Linked DNA regions of Macaca mulatta: region 1 is linked to region 2. A link is a contact called in public Hi-C data. All regions are on one chromosome and are shown on one strand. The core of a region is the stretch at or near the end of the contact, and the rest is flanking DNA. Distances in the headings are between cores, read along the strand shown.

What was found. A called contact is a pair of places that touch in the nucleus more often than the background predicts.
Region 1: a Hi-C map of fetal cortical plate shows a contact between it and region 2, with 2.2 times the contacts expected there. The contact joins the promoter of RHOB here to the enhancer-like site in region 2. A contact is called at or near these places in 11 of 14 Hi-C or Micro-C datasets (CD4 T cells, blood, fetal cortex germinal zone and 6 more).

What each region holds. Positions count from the first base shown.
Region 1 is chr13:104,570,372-104,577,449 of T2T-MMU8v2.0, reverse strand. RHOB (ras homolog family member B) reads left to right here and starts at 2,185. Exons shown (of 2, transcript NM_001194776.2): 1 at 2,185-2,697; 2 at 2,758-4,547. The coding sequence starts at 2,569. The coding sequence ends at 3,159.
Region 2 is chr13:104,388,126-104,394,720 of T2T-MMU8v2.0, reverse strand. HS1BP3 (HCLS1 binding protein 3) reads right to left here. Exons shown (of 7, transcript XM_001096861.5): 4 at 4,646-4,862. Among named protein-coding and RNA genes, the nearest start is that of HS1BP3, 14 kb to the right of the region's middle. Within about 2 kb of position 1,995, at least 22 of the 40 cell types and tissues checked have an H3K27ac peak or open chromatin away from gene starts, as enhancers often do. A contact at or near this core is called in fetal cortex germinal zone and fetal cortical plate, where this site is marked.

The DNA.
Region 1 (7,078 bases), core at 936-3,435, 180 kb before region 2:
CCCGTCCCCACCCTCACCGGCCAAAAAAAAAAAACCCAACTAGTTGACTTCTTGTTGTAGTGATGCAAATCCAGTCTGAGGGAAGCACAGCACTTCCGGTCGTCTAAATAAGACGTTCCCTCTAGGAAGGGCTCTAGGCTTAGCAGCACTACTGCCTTATTTGATCTGATTTCATCTGTGGAGCCATACGGGGACCTACCTCCTAACATATGAATTACATGTGAAAACACCGGGGTTCAGTCACAGCTGGCTGCATGGGTTTGCTTAGATGATGCTTTTAAATGTTTTTATTTTTTTATTTTTTTTGACCCAGGGTCTCACCCTGTCACCCAAGCTGGAGTGGGGTGTTGCAACCATAGCTCACCGCAGCCTTGCCCTCCTGGCCTCAAGCAATCCTCCCACCTCAGCCTCCTGAGTAACTGAGATTATAGGCGCAGGCCACTCTCCTCCCCACCCCATCCCATTTTATTTTTCTCAGGGACAGGGACGGGGTTTTGTCATGTTGCCCAGGCTGGTCGTGACCTCCTGAGCTCAAGAAATCCTCCAGCCTGGGTCTCCCAGGCCCAGGGATCACAGGCGTGAGCCTGGTTAGATAATTGTTAAAGCAAAACGTGGAACTCAGGTAAGAAACCCCCAGAAAGATCTACCTGCGTTTCTGAGCATTGGGGTTAATTCTCCACAGTCATGTACTGATTCTTGTAAATGCCAGGCATTGTGCTGGGTCTTCAAGATGTGGAGATAAGACAGAATCCTGGCCCTCCAACAACTCACAGAGAGCGAGGCAGAGATGGAGACAGGAGGCAACAACCTCCCGGTGATGTGGTGGGTCCTTCCTCAGATGAAAAAACAGTCTGCATACATTTCCCCTGCAATGGATGGACAGAGCCCACCCCTTGCAGTTAATGCTTTAGCGCTCATGAACCCCAGCATACGCAGCTCCTAGAGTGTGCCCTACTCCTTCCCACCTTCCTGCTTGTGTTCAGGCTGTTTCTCCTTCCCGGGAGCCCTCCCCGACTCCCCTTTCCTCCTTTCCCCCTACCCCCTTCTTCCTCTTTTATCCGTAGAAATCGGTTGACTAGGGTCTTTCAGGATCACAGGTACTGTCATCTCCTGCAGGATCTATAGGATAAATGAGTTCAGTCCTAGTGTGCATCAGGAGACTAGGGATCTGGCGCCCCACTAGAGGGGACACCCACTAACCCGCTGTGCCCCATTTGTTAGCCCCTTACCCCGCCCGTCTTCCCCAGCCTCGAGCCTTTTCGCCCGCTCACGGGTCTTGGGGTGGTTGGATTCTATTGAACCCAGAATATTGTACATGCTATTGTACAATACTGTATATTCTGTTGTACAATTTATCTCAGACAGTTCTCTGTTTTAAGAACCGGGATCAGACTTCATTGTGAAGAGCGGGGCCGAGGGGGCTTCTCCCTGCCCAGTAACTTCCTCCAAGTGTTCCAGCTTCGACCTTTCCTTTCCATTGTCAGGCTCCGCCACTCCGCACCTCTTCCCTTAATCTTCACCTAGAGACCTAAGCTGGGGGTTGGGAAGGGTGGGGGCGGCGGGACTTGGAAGAGCCAGTTTGCAGCCAGCCGGTCGCCTCTCGGGTCCAAACCCGAGGCTGGCCCAGGGCGAGTACCCGGGTGGGGCCCTAGACCACAGGAGGGGCCGCCTCCAAAAGAAAGGAGAAAACACTTTTGTTTGGAAACAAAAGTGTGTGGTGTGTGTGTGTGTGTTTATTCAAAAACAAAACCACGTTAAAAGAGCAAAACCCCCTCCCCCACAGGTCCAACCACCGCCGGGAGTTTGCCAGGAAGAGGGGCAATTCTGAATGGGAGTCGCCAACGCCCCACTGAGTGCCGCCTGTTTCGGAACCGCTCGCCCAGACCCTGTAGGCTCCAGGCAGCTCCGGGAATCCGCGCGCAGACGCTGCGGCGAAGAAGGGGACCCCGGTGCCGCTAGAGCCCCGCAGCGCCAGCAGCGGCGCAGACTCTCGGGTCGCTGCCTCTCCCAGCCCGGCGCCCTGGGCCGTCAATCAAGCTGGCCCTGCCCCGCCCTCGGGCTGCAGCGGGCGGCCAATCAGAGCCAAGATCCGCAGCGATGAGCTCAGCCGGCTCGTTTCCCATTGGACGGCTATATTAAGAAAGTGGCCGGACTCTTTAAATAGCGGGCGCTAGGGCCGCAGCCCTCATCTGCCACCGCAGTCTGTTTGGACTTGTTCGCTCTCTTGTATGCTCGGCGAGGCCGGGAGAGACCCGGGAGGGAGCTAGGCCGAGTCTGCCGCCCGAGCCCGCGTTACGCACAAAGCCGCCGACTCCCGCCCCGGGGCTAGCAGAGCGACCACCGCCCGGGAGCAGCGCGGCTAGACGCACGGTGCGCCTTATGCCCCCGCGCCCCCACCGCCCCCGCCGCGGCAGCCGGAGCTCAGTGAGAGAACGCGCCACCGCGGGGCCCGAGTGCAGCTAGCGACCCTCGCCCCCTGCGCCCAGCCCGAGGTGAGCAGTGAGCGGCGAGCGGGACGGCAGCGAGGCGTTCGCGGGCCCCCTCCTGCTGCCCGGGCCCGGCCCGCTCATGGCGGCCATCCGCAAGAAGCTGGTGGTGGTGGGCGACGGCGCGTGTGGCAAGACGTGCCTGCTGATCGTGTTCAGTAAGGACGAGTTCCCCGAGGTGTACGTGCCCACTGTCTTCGAGAACTATGTGGCCGATATCGAGGTGGACGGCAAGCAGGTGGAGCTGGCGCTGTGGGACACGGCGGGCCAGGAGGACTACGACCGTCTGCGGCCACTCTCTTATCCGGACACCGACGTCATCCTCATGTGCTTCTCGGTGGACAGCCCGGACTCGCTGGAGAACATCCCCGAGAAGTGGGTGCCCGAGGTGAAGCACTTCTGCCCCAACGTGCCCATCATCCTGGTGGCCAACAAAAAAGACCTGCGCAGCGACGAGCATGTCCGCACAGAGCTGGCCCGCATGAAGCAGGAACCAGTGCGCACGGATGACGGCCGCGCCATGGCCGTGCGCATTCAAGCCTACGACTACCTCGAGTGCTCGGCCAAGACCAAGGAAGGCGTGCGCGAGGTGTTCGAGACGGCCACGCGCGCCGCGCTGCAGAAGCGCTACGGCTCCCAGAACGGCTGCATCAACTGCTGCAAGGTGCTATGAGGGCCGCGCCCGTCGCGCCTGCCCCTGCCGGCGCGGCTCCCCCTCCTGGACCAGTCCCCCACGAGCCCGGAGAAGGGGAGACTCGTGTCCCACAAGGACCCCACCGGACTGCCTGGCATCTGTCTGCTGGCGCCTCTGGCTCGCGCCAGGATTCGGCGTGGGCACCGGGCGCCCCCTTCCCAGTGTCTGTGCGTCCAGCTGTGTTGCACAGGCCTGGGCTCCCCGCTGAGTGCCAAGGGTCCCCTGAGCATGCTTTTCTGAAGAGCCAGGCCTCAGAGTGTGTGGCTGTGTGTCTGTTCGACTCCCTTTGCCCCATTTTCACCCCACCCCCGCCTCTGATCCCCGGGGGCGAGATTGGCGCGGGAGTGTGGCCGCGCCCCATCAGATGTTCGCCCTTCACCAGCGGGCGCCTGATATCCCTTGTCTGTAACATAGACCCCGGGTACTGGGGGAGGGGAGGGCTGGGGAGGATGGGGAATGTTATATAAATATAGATATAATTTTATTTTCGGAGCTAAGATGGTGTTATTTAATGGTGGTGACGGGTGAGCGCTCTGGCCCAGGCTGGGCCAGACTCCCGTCTAAGCATGAACAGGACTTGGCCATCTTTCCGACCCCTGGGGAAGACATTTGCAACTGACTTGGGGAGGACACAGCTTCCAGCACAGCCTCTCCTTCGGGCCAGCCCCCCCTGCGAGCCTCCACCAGCCACCAGCGGGAGGAGGGAGGGTGCGCTGTGGGATTGTTTTTGCCATAAGCGAACTTTGTGCCTGTCCTACAAGTGAAAATTGTTCAGTCCAAGAAAATGATGTTATTTGATTTATTTAAAGGCTAAAATTTGTTTTTTTTTAAATTCTTTGCACAATTGTTTCATTGTTTGACACTTAATGCTCTCGTCATTTGCATAAGACAGTAGCATTCTGACCACACTTGTACGCTGTAACCTCATCTACTTCTGATGTTTTTAAAAAATGACTTTTAACAAGGAGAGGGAAAAGAAATCCACTAAATTTTGCTTTGTTTTCTTGAAGAAAGTGGCAACACGGTATTGTGATTTTATTTGTGCAGGTCATGCACACAGTTTTGATAAAGGGCAGTAACAAGTATTGGGGCCTATATATTTTTTTTCACAAGGCATTCTCTAAAGCTATGTGAAATTTTCTCTGCATCTCTGTACAGAGAATACACCTGCCCCTGTATATCCTTTCTTCCCCTCCCCTCCTTCCCAGTGGTACTTCTACTAAATTGTTGTCTTGTTTTTTATTTTTTAAATAAACTGACAAATGACAAAATGGTGAGCTTATGATGTTTACATAAAAGTTCTATAAGCTGTGTATACAGTTTTTTATGTAAAATATTAAAAGACTATGATGATGACATTTATAAAATGGCTCTTGTGGTTTAATAGTGTGTAAAAATACCCTTGCGAATTTGGGACAAGGGAGACATTCTCCTAGGCGAGATCCTTTCTTGCCAACCGCGTTTTCCTTATAGCAAATGTAGTAAATGAGGATGAAGTCCCTTTGGGAGCATGTGGGGGTTGGGGGTTGGGTGACCAAGGGAGACCAGGTTGTTCTGTCACATTCCTAGAGGACGATGAGTGGATAACCCGACACCCAGTGCAAAAACCTTGACCTATTATGTACTTAGTTCAATTAGGTGAGAACGAAGATCTTGATTTCATTCATCTGTGTGTCTTAAAAACACTTGTGTCTAAGTCTGTTATGGGGCTTTGCTTATTCTTTGAGTCTTGGAAGGTTATCATTTGTGCATTTTAAATTTAGGTAACGTTTTTATTAATCGTTGGTGTGGGATCAGGCTATCAGGAAGCCTGTTTACTGGGTTTCGTTCAGGCCATCAAGGGGTTTACAAAATACCCCAGGAGACTGTGTAGGTCGTTACCTTTGGGGCTGGAGCTTCCAGAAGTGGGGGAGTTCAGATGAAGTGATTTTTAAACATTATCAAACTTTGATCCCAATATGTCTTTATAAGTAACCTAGAATGCTTTATTCTAAGTTCAGAGAAGGGCCATATTGTGGAAAGAACATTGGCTGTTTTGGTGGTTCTTAAAGTTGGAGCTGCCACTTTCTGAGATTCAGTCATGATGAGCTCTAATTGTAGACACTTAGCTTTGCTGCAATGGTTCTTAGAACCAGACGGGCTGATTTATAGTGGGAGACCACATTAAAATCCTGCTGCAGGCATGATGGCTCAAACCTGCCAGCTCTCAGCAGCTTCCAGTGAAGGGAGCGGAGAGTGCCAGCTGCCTGAGAAGTGTGGTTTTCATTTTTTTTGAATCAGCATTTTCTGGGTTTCTAGCACTTAGTTGCCACCTTCTCCTTCCCCCTTCTCCCCATTCCCAGGACAAAGGTGGAGAAGGTCTCCTTTGAAGTTGTTTGCTTCAAAGCTTGAGGCTTCTGTTTCCTGGTCTTACCCCAGACTCCAAGAGCTTTTGTTGAGTGAAGAAAACCTGGTTGGTGGTGACCTTTCACCCACTTTAATGCTGGCAGTAACTGGACCTCCTGTTCAGCTGGGTGGGTGCGTTGACCAACAGAAGGGAATTGTCTGGGCTCCTCTAGGAGCAGAGGGGAGAGGGGTCTATCCAGGCTGCCTGCTTTGAGCAACTGCCTGACTCCTTCCTCAGTCCCTCAGCCCCACTCACCTCCAGCCTGCAGTCTCCTTTTTCATTTTGAAGACAAAACTTCCCATCCACAAACAGCATGTTTATTTGCAGGTTTTACAGCTAGCAAATCCTTTGGTACCAGGGAGCGCAGGACACAGTGGGGGAAGAGCTCAGGCTTGGGCTGAATGCCCAGGACTCGCTTTGCAACCAGCCAAGAGCCTGGAGGCCCAACTCCCTGAAAGGGCCTTTTCTGAGTTGCTCTGATCTGCCTGGTACCCATAACTGTCTGTGTTTTATATTATGGGCAGACAAACACTCAGATGACGCATGGCTGCCCGAGTTACGCTTGTTTGAAAATGCGTGGCATTTCATAATCCTGCCGGAACACACTCTTCTTGCTGCATTAGGATCCAACTGGAAAACATAAAGACGAATTGCTGTAGGCTGGAAAATCAATTAGGAAAAAGAGGTAAAACATCTGGTGTTACTCTTAGAATATGAAAATTCATTTTGCACATTTAAAATAAATGTGCTGAGTTGATTTAATTGCCTGTTGAACAGTTTCGCGGAAAATACTGGGAAGTTGCATTGATCCTGGGCATTTTAGAGCAAGGGGCATTGTCTTGAGTTCTCCTTTAATCCTAATCTTAAATCAATCTGGATTGTATTTCTAAGGTCTCTTTCACATGAGTTTCAGTAGACTTAGAATTTCAGTTTTCAAAGTCAAGTGAGTATTAGAATTACACGGAGGGCTGGTTAAAACACAGATGGCTAGGCCTAACCCCAGAGTTTCTGATCCAGTAGGTCTGGGCTAGGGCTTAAGAATTTGAATTTCTAGCAAGGTCCTAAGTGATGATGAACTGCTGGACGGGACCATACTTTGAGAACTACTGGCTTCCAATAAGGGAGAGTCATTGTCAATGTACAGAGGAGGGGAGGTGGTTTCCTATGAAAATAGATTAAATTCCACAGACTTATGGTGCTATGCCCTGCAGTCTTGACTTCCTTACGCAACGGAGTACAGAGCTTCCAGAGAGCTTGCCTTCTGAGCCACACATAACTCCTATCTTCTCTTTCCTACATTCTTGTGCAAAAATGGGTTTAACGCCCTTCTAGAGATTCCTTTCTTTCTTTCTCTCTCTTTCTTTCTTTCTTTCTTTCTTTCTTTCTTTCTTTCTTTCTTTCTTGCTTTCTTGCTTTCTTGCTTTCTTGCTTGCTTGCTTTCTTGCTTTCTTTCTTTCTTTCTTTCTTTCTTTCTTTCTTTCTTTCTTTCTTTCTTTCTTTTCTTTTCTTTCT
Region 2 (6,595 bases), core at 746-3,245:
TGCTCAAAGTGCTGGGATTACAGGCATGAGCCACTGCGCCCTGCCAGGCAGTAATCTGGATGGGGAAATGCAGTTGGCATGCACACTGTGCTGCTGTGGTCACTGTGACAGCCTGGGTGGAGTGCCACCTGCATGATGCTGCAGGGCGGCTGTGGCATCTGCCTCCTCCTTTCCTTATGGCTTTGGGTCCCCAGCCAGGCCAGGGCTAAGAGCTGTACAGGTGCAGGGTGAGGTCAGGCCCAGCCATCCTGGCTCATGGCCCCCACATGAACCCCAGGATGGCACCGCAGAGAACTCCTCCAGCAGGTGGGCCAGCAGACGAGGGAAAGCCCAGCCCGAGCAGGAGGAGCTGGCGAGTAGTCAGTACCGGAAGTGCCTTCCGGACACGCCCTGTCCTCAGCCCACTGTGGACGGGGAATTGTGGTGATGGCTAACCTGCCGCTCTCCACGCCTGTTTCCTCTCTGGCATTTCCAACACTTTACTGGAGTTTGGTTTCTGGGAATTCTCAAATAGGAGCTTGCAGAACCAACTCAAGAGCTTGTTAAAACACAGATTATGGGGGACCTACCCAGATCTGAGGGGGGCCTGGAATCTCTCTCTCCCCCAAGCTTTCAGTGGCCCAGAATCCCTAGGTGGTCTCTGCTGCGCTGGTGGCATCAGGGGAGCCCTGGGTGCCCAGGCTCAGGCTGGAATGAATAAAGAGGTGCCAAGCCCTTGTGCAGTGGTCGGGATATTTGGCAAGAGGCACCCTTGGGGGAGCAGCTCCAGGGCACCTAAGGAGGTGGGGCTGAGGCCCTGCTGTCCCCACAGAGCTCCCCTCCACGGCTCACCTTAGGGGACCATCTTGCTGCTAAATCTTGGGTTAGCGAATCTGGGAGCACCTGGTAATGTGCCAGCATTCAAAACCACAGAATCATCCCGGAGAAGTGATTTCATCCAAATATGGAGGGTAAGATATTATTTTTATACTAAAATACATGTGGTTCTTTTATGCAAGATGAAGCAAAATCCATATTAAAAAATTATCATAAAACATGGCCTTCCAGAGAAACATTCAGCTTCACCACGGAGGCCACAGCATGGAGACCCGGGTGTGGGCTCCCCCTTCCAAGGAGTCTGGGAAGCCCAGCCTCGAAGGCAGGTGCATTTGTTCATACAGGAGCCAGCCTGTCCCACCAGACGCTGCGAGTCCTCAGGGACCCAGGGCCTGCAGGGGGTCTCTGTGTGCCAAAGAAGAGATGGGAGGAGTGGGCCCTGGGGCGGGGGCAGGGCTTAGAAAAGCACAGGGGCACTCCCAACGAGGGGCTTCAGCCCTTGGAGAACCCTTTACTGGAATGGTACCCCAAAGTCCCCAGAAGCAGCTTCAGGGGCCCTGCTCTGGGTGGGGCACATATATAGGGGAAGGCTCCATAGAATAAAAGCGTTGTATATGTAGAAGTTCCTCAAGTTATTGCCTACAATAGGAAAAACCTACAGAAAACCCCAGCATGTTCACAAGCAGGGGCCTGGCAATGCCACTTACAGCCCATCGAGCTGAGAAACCAGCAGAGGAAGGAGGGAGAGCGCAGCTATTGATCTGGAAGGACCTAGAACATGTAAACTGGAAAAAAGAAAATTCCAGAATGGCACATAAGACAATCTCATTTTGGCAGTAAGATGTGAATATTCAAAGATGCATTCAAAAATTCACAGGGAAAGGAATTTCATCTGTGTTTGCAATTTTTCTATACTAATTGTGTATTATTTGAGTCACAATGTAAAATGTTTCCCGCAGAGGATTTCCAGCATAAGGCAGAACTATTAGGGTAGAATGTCAATTTTCTCAGCACCGTGACATCTCTAAAATAGAAAGTTAAATACAAAACGGGGGCGACATGGAGCAGCAATCGGGACAGACCATAGGGTGAAAAAGCAGAGTACGAAAAGGCGCGTGCACTGTGCCTGCAGTTGCATGGATGGCGCTGGGACAGGGTCAGACGAGAGCCCCAGCAGAAGGGGAGAGCGGTGGTGTCGGGATGGGCCGAGGTGAGGGTTTTTTCTGTCTTTAAGCGCTCTCTAACGGTGTAATAACGCTCTCTTGTCCCTAACCAAAACCAGGTTTACAAGACAAAGAAAAGCCAGGCCGGCCTGGGCTCCGGCTTTGTGCTGGCGACTCCCACCCTCCCAGCAGCCCTGCAGTGGAGCAGCCCTTCAGCAGAGCAGCAGCGCCTCGCCGCGGCCACGGTGGGGAAGGACCGAGGCTGGTTGCAGGGAAATGGTGGCTGCTCCAGGAGCGCCCAGAGCTAAGTCCACACATGGGGCAGGGCAAGCTGGGAAACGGGGGCTGTTGCACTTGCACAGGAACCAAGGGCACGGGAGGGAGAGGGGTGCACAAATAGCCCCCTGAGAAGAACAGAAAGTCCCCCACCAAAGGGCAGGTGGGTGGCACCAAGAGAGATCAACAAGCCCAGCTGGGTGTCTGTGAAAGGCCGAGGTGGAAACCCAACTTCAAGGCACGGCTCTGCCACACACACGGCTCAGGCCAAGATCCTGCTGAACTCCTTTCTCGATTTTCCCATCTGTGAAAGGGGGATAATCCTGGGGCCCTGCCCACCTCCCAGGCTGATAAAGACTGGACTGGAGATGGCGTGGGGTCCTGGCTCTGCTATCTGCAGGCTGCAGGAACGTGGACGAACCACCTGACCCTGAATCTGAGTTTCCCACCACACAGAAGAGGCTGATGCCAGTGCAGGCCTCCAGGGCTCCGTTTCTTGACCTGTGCTCACAGTGGATCCTGAAAGCAGTTTGGTGAGTCATGACCTTTCCAAACATTGAAATAGAATAGAAAATATCCGAGTACGATACACTTAGTAAGGTTTTGTATGAGTTCTGGGAACTTTTGCTTCAGTTTTATGGGATGTTTATACATGTGTGTCCTGGGTCATAGCATATAATATAGTTTTTACTATGGGTTGTAGCAAGCAGTTTCAGAAATCCTGTCTTAACAGATATAATGAGATCATGTAGGCAAATGCTAACTTAGTTCCCCCAGCATTTCATAAACTCTCAAAAAATGTTACTTCTTATTTCTGCCAGAGGTGATAACGCTGATTCACCAGCACCTTGTCACACGGGTCCTTAAAAAGCAAGCCCAGCAGAAGAGGGTCTTGAGCCAGCGGGATTACTCTTAGGTGCTAAGCTTTCCCAGGATTCAGGGGCGAGGACCCCAGAGTACAGAGCTGGGGAGGGGGCTGGCCCCCCCCAACCAAGGGGTCCCAGGACAGCTGACACATCTCCCCTGACAGTCTGCTAATGAAGTAAGTAGGAAGTTCAAGGCAGCACTTGCCAGCCCCAAAGAGCATTTTCCTACCCAAAAAAGGAGCCGCTCTGCTAAGTGTGTTCTTCTGCCAAAGGCTGGCACAGACAACCAAAGTCCATCTTGGTTTGGCACTACGTGTGGTTACTCAGAACAACAGAGAATGTGAGTTCAAACAAAGCCTCACCCTTACCAAAATAAAGCCCAAGAAAGGCCTGCAGGGTTGGGCCAGGCTGATAAGGAGTGACTATTACAGGCTTGTCCCCACATCACCCGCTACTCTGGCTGCCTCTCCCTCAGGGCCGCCGACCCCACTCAAGGACAAGGCCAGCCACGGAGGGCCAGGAGGGGTGACTGCAGGGCACTTACTGTGCCTAGGTGCTGCAGGATCCTGGCTCCGGGGCCTGTTTCTGCTGCAGCTCCCCGAGCGCTGTGCACCCTTTTCCAGTGTGAATCCTCACCCCTGGACGCTGGTCTCATGGCCACCCTGCAGCCCACCCTTCCATAACCCTCCCCCCGAAGAAGGCCTTTCCAGAGTGGGCTGTGATTTTAGGACAGAATTCTGCATGCTGATGAAGCTGAACTTGCCTCTGCCTAGTTTCTACTGGGCTCTAATTCCTTTCTGGGGCAGGACCTACAACAAAGGACTCACTCATCTGGCGTCTGAGGACTTCAGTAAACGGCTAAGAGACATTCGTTGTGGTAGAGAGCGGGAAGAACAGCACCCCTGGCCTGGTCTGATTCCATTGAAAGATGGGGCCAGGATGATAGCTAATTGCTAAAGTTACATAACTCAGTTCATCTTCACAGGAGCCCTAAGAGGTTGGTACGACCATGAGCCCATTTTCACTGAAGAAAACCGAAGAAAAGAGATTGTAAATGGCCAGAGATCCACGGCTGGTGAACGGCCCTGTGTGGAGGCAGGGCCAAGGTGAATGCTCCTGCTATGCAGATGATGCAGGCCCAGAGCTGCAGCTACCTCTGCGAGTTCTGCAGCTGGAAGGAGCACCCAGTCCTCCCACACTAGCCGGACAGGGCCGCAGCCTGCACTACTGAGCTGTCACGGGGAGCCTCTGCCAAGCCTCAGTGCAGAGCCACAAGCGGAGGACATCCTGTGACCCAGGCAGGGAGGCGATACCTAAGCCCAGCCCCAGAGACATGGACACCACCAAGGGCACACAGAGAGCTGGTTCCCCCAAGCACACCAGGCCAAGGCCTTGTGGCCCAGATGCTTGTGAGGGGGCGACCTGGGATGCTCAGGGCTTTTCTCAGATTCCAGGGAAGGGGGATGTCATCTCCAGAAAGCCTGGAATACACCAAAGGGACCCTCTCGACAACGGGAGACCAACCGCATAATGCCCAGAGGGTCCAGCGCCTCCTCCTCCTCCAAGGATTCCTCAGCATCCTCGCCCTTCAGGCCCTGGATAGGAGGACCCTCTTCCGCCACTTGGTCTTGCTGCTCAAAAAAGTCGAAAGCCTCTTCATCATTCCCGGTCTGGCTGTCTGTGCCGTCCAGGACAGAGGAATCTCTGCTGGTGAGCCCTGCAGCCCCTGGGGATCTGGTACCTGTGGAGGAAGACAGAAAAAATGGGACTTGGTAAGCACCCCGGAGCCAGGGGAGGCATCTTGCCACACTGCACCCTCCCATGCCAGGATCTGAGGTCAAGGGCTTCCTGCAGCCTCCTGGGACCAAACTTGTCCCTCCTGGGACCTGAGCAGGAGGGAGAGTCTGGGTGGATAGAAGGTGACCTCCGTTTTGGGGGCAGCCAAGTGCCTGCTGCAGCCCCCCAAGGGCTGAAGGGCACCAAGGAAGCCTGGAGTGAAGTGGTCACCAGTGAGAGCTTCAGAGCAAGACAGGGGCAGCGGTTCCTGAACCCAAGGCCCAGAGCCTGTGTGCACAAGGATGGCCCCACCCTCCTCCTGGGTGAGCCGTGGGATAAACCAGCCAGGGCACAGGGTGATTCAACAAGAACCAGTGCAGCCAGAACCGTTTACAGTCGGAGGCGCGGCAAGGGGCTCTGCAGATGGAGACCTGTTCCAAGAGTCTGGGCACCTGGACTGTGGACTGGATGGGTGCTCAGCGTAAGCATGTGGAAGATTCCAGAACAAACGGTGACCACTCCATTACAAACTGGCTTAGATCAGCGCTTCTCAAAGTGTGGTCTTCAGACAGAGAATGCCCCCTGTGTGACCACAATGAAGTAAGTACAGAAAGCGAGAGTAAGCATCCAGAAACTTCCATAGCATCCTGCCACCATCACAATACCCAAGCATGCTTTTGTATTTGTGAAAGTATCCATCTGTGACAGGCTGGGAATAAAAGAGCTAGCCCTTGTCACAGACAGTTTGAGAAGCTGGGCTCAGACTACTTGTTCTTCTCTATCCAAGTGCTTACTGGGTAGTTTATCTTTAAAACAACTGACTTTTAATAAAATCACATTGTAGGTAAAGAACTTAAGTGTCTGGCATCCAGGATGCACTGAGTGATAATGATGATATTGTATTATGTGATGCTCTGTTATTTTACTCGGACAAATGTGAAAAGGCCATTCAAAATCTCCCAAACCTTCAATTTCATGTCATAAGCATCTTACATTTAAACATCACAAAAGCCCTATGAGAGAGATCCCAACTGTACGTCCATCTTGCAGATGAGCAAAGTGAGGCATAAAGCAGCTTGTTTCTATCCTGCCTCTCCACAAGAGAGGGCCTGGGACATCCTGAGCATCTCTCCCAGCTATGGCTGAACTGGAACCTCTCGGCACAGTCTACCCAGCCCCAGAGATAGGCAAGGAAGGAAGGGTTGTGACCTTGGAAGAAACAAGGGCAAAAGAGAACCCAGACCCGTGCGAGGGGCACCGACATGGCCACGGGACACCTGGGCTGTGCAGCTTGTCCAGTCCTAGGCCTGTGCATTCACCAGTTTTGCTTCTCTTCCCCACCTTTCGCTTTTAAAAATTTGTTTTATTTATGGTCAACTTTCTTTTGAAAACTTCCCTTCTGTCTTGTGGAACTAGGAGATCCACAGTAGCTGGGAAAGAGTTAAGCAGACGGATGTAAAGAGGGGAGAAGTCAAGGGGTGGGAGTCCAGCACCAGCCGTGGTGAGAACCTGCCCTGCCCTGGGGGCATCTGTGAGACCAGGGCCTACTTCACGGGGGTTCTGGGTTGACAAGGCTAACTGAGGAGTGGGGTAAAATGGTAGCCACCATTTACTTTGTGGTTGTCTCTGTTCTAAGCACTTTGCATGTGTTAGCTCAGTAAATTCTCTTAACGACCTGTCAGCCCGGCTACTCCCACC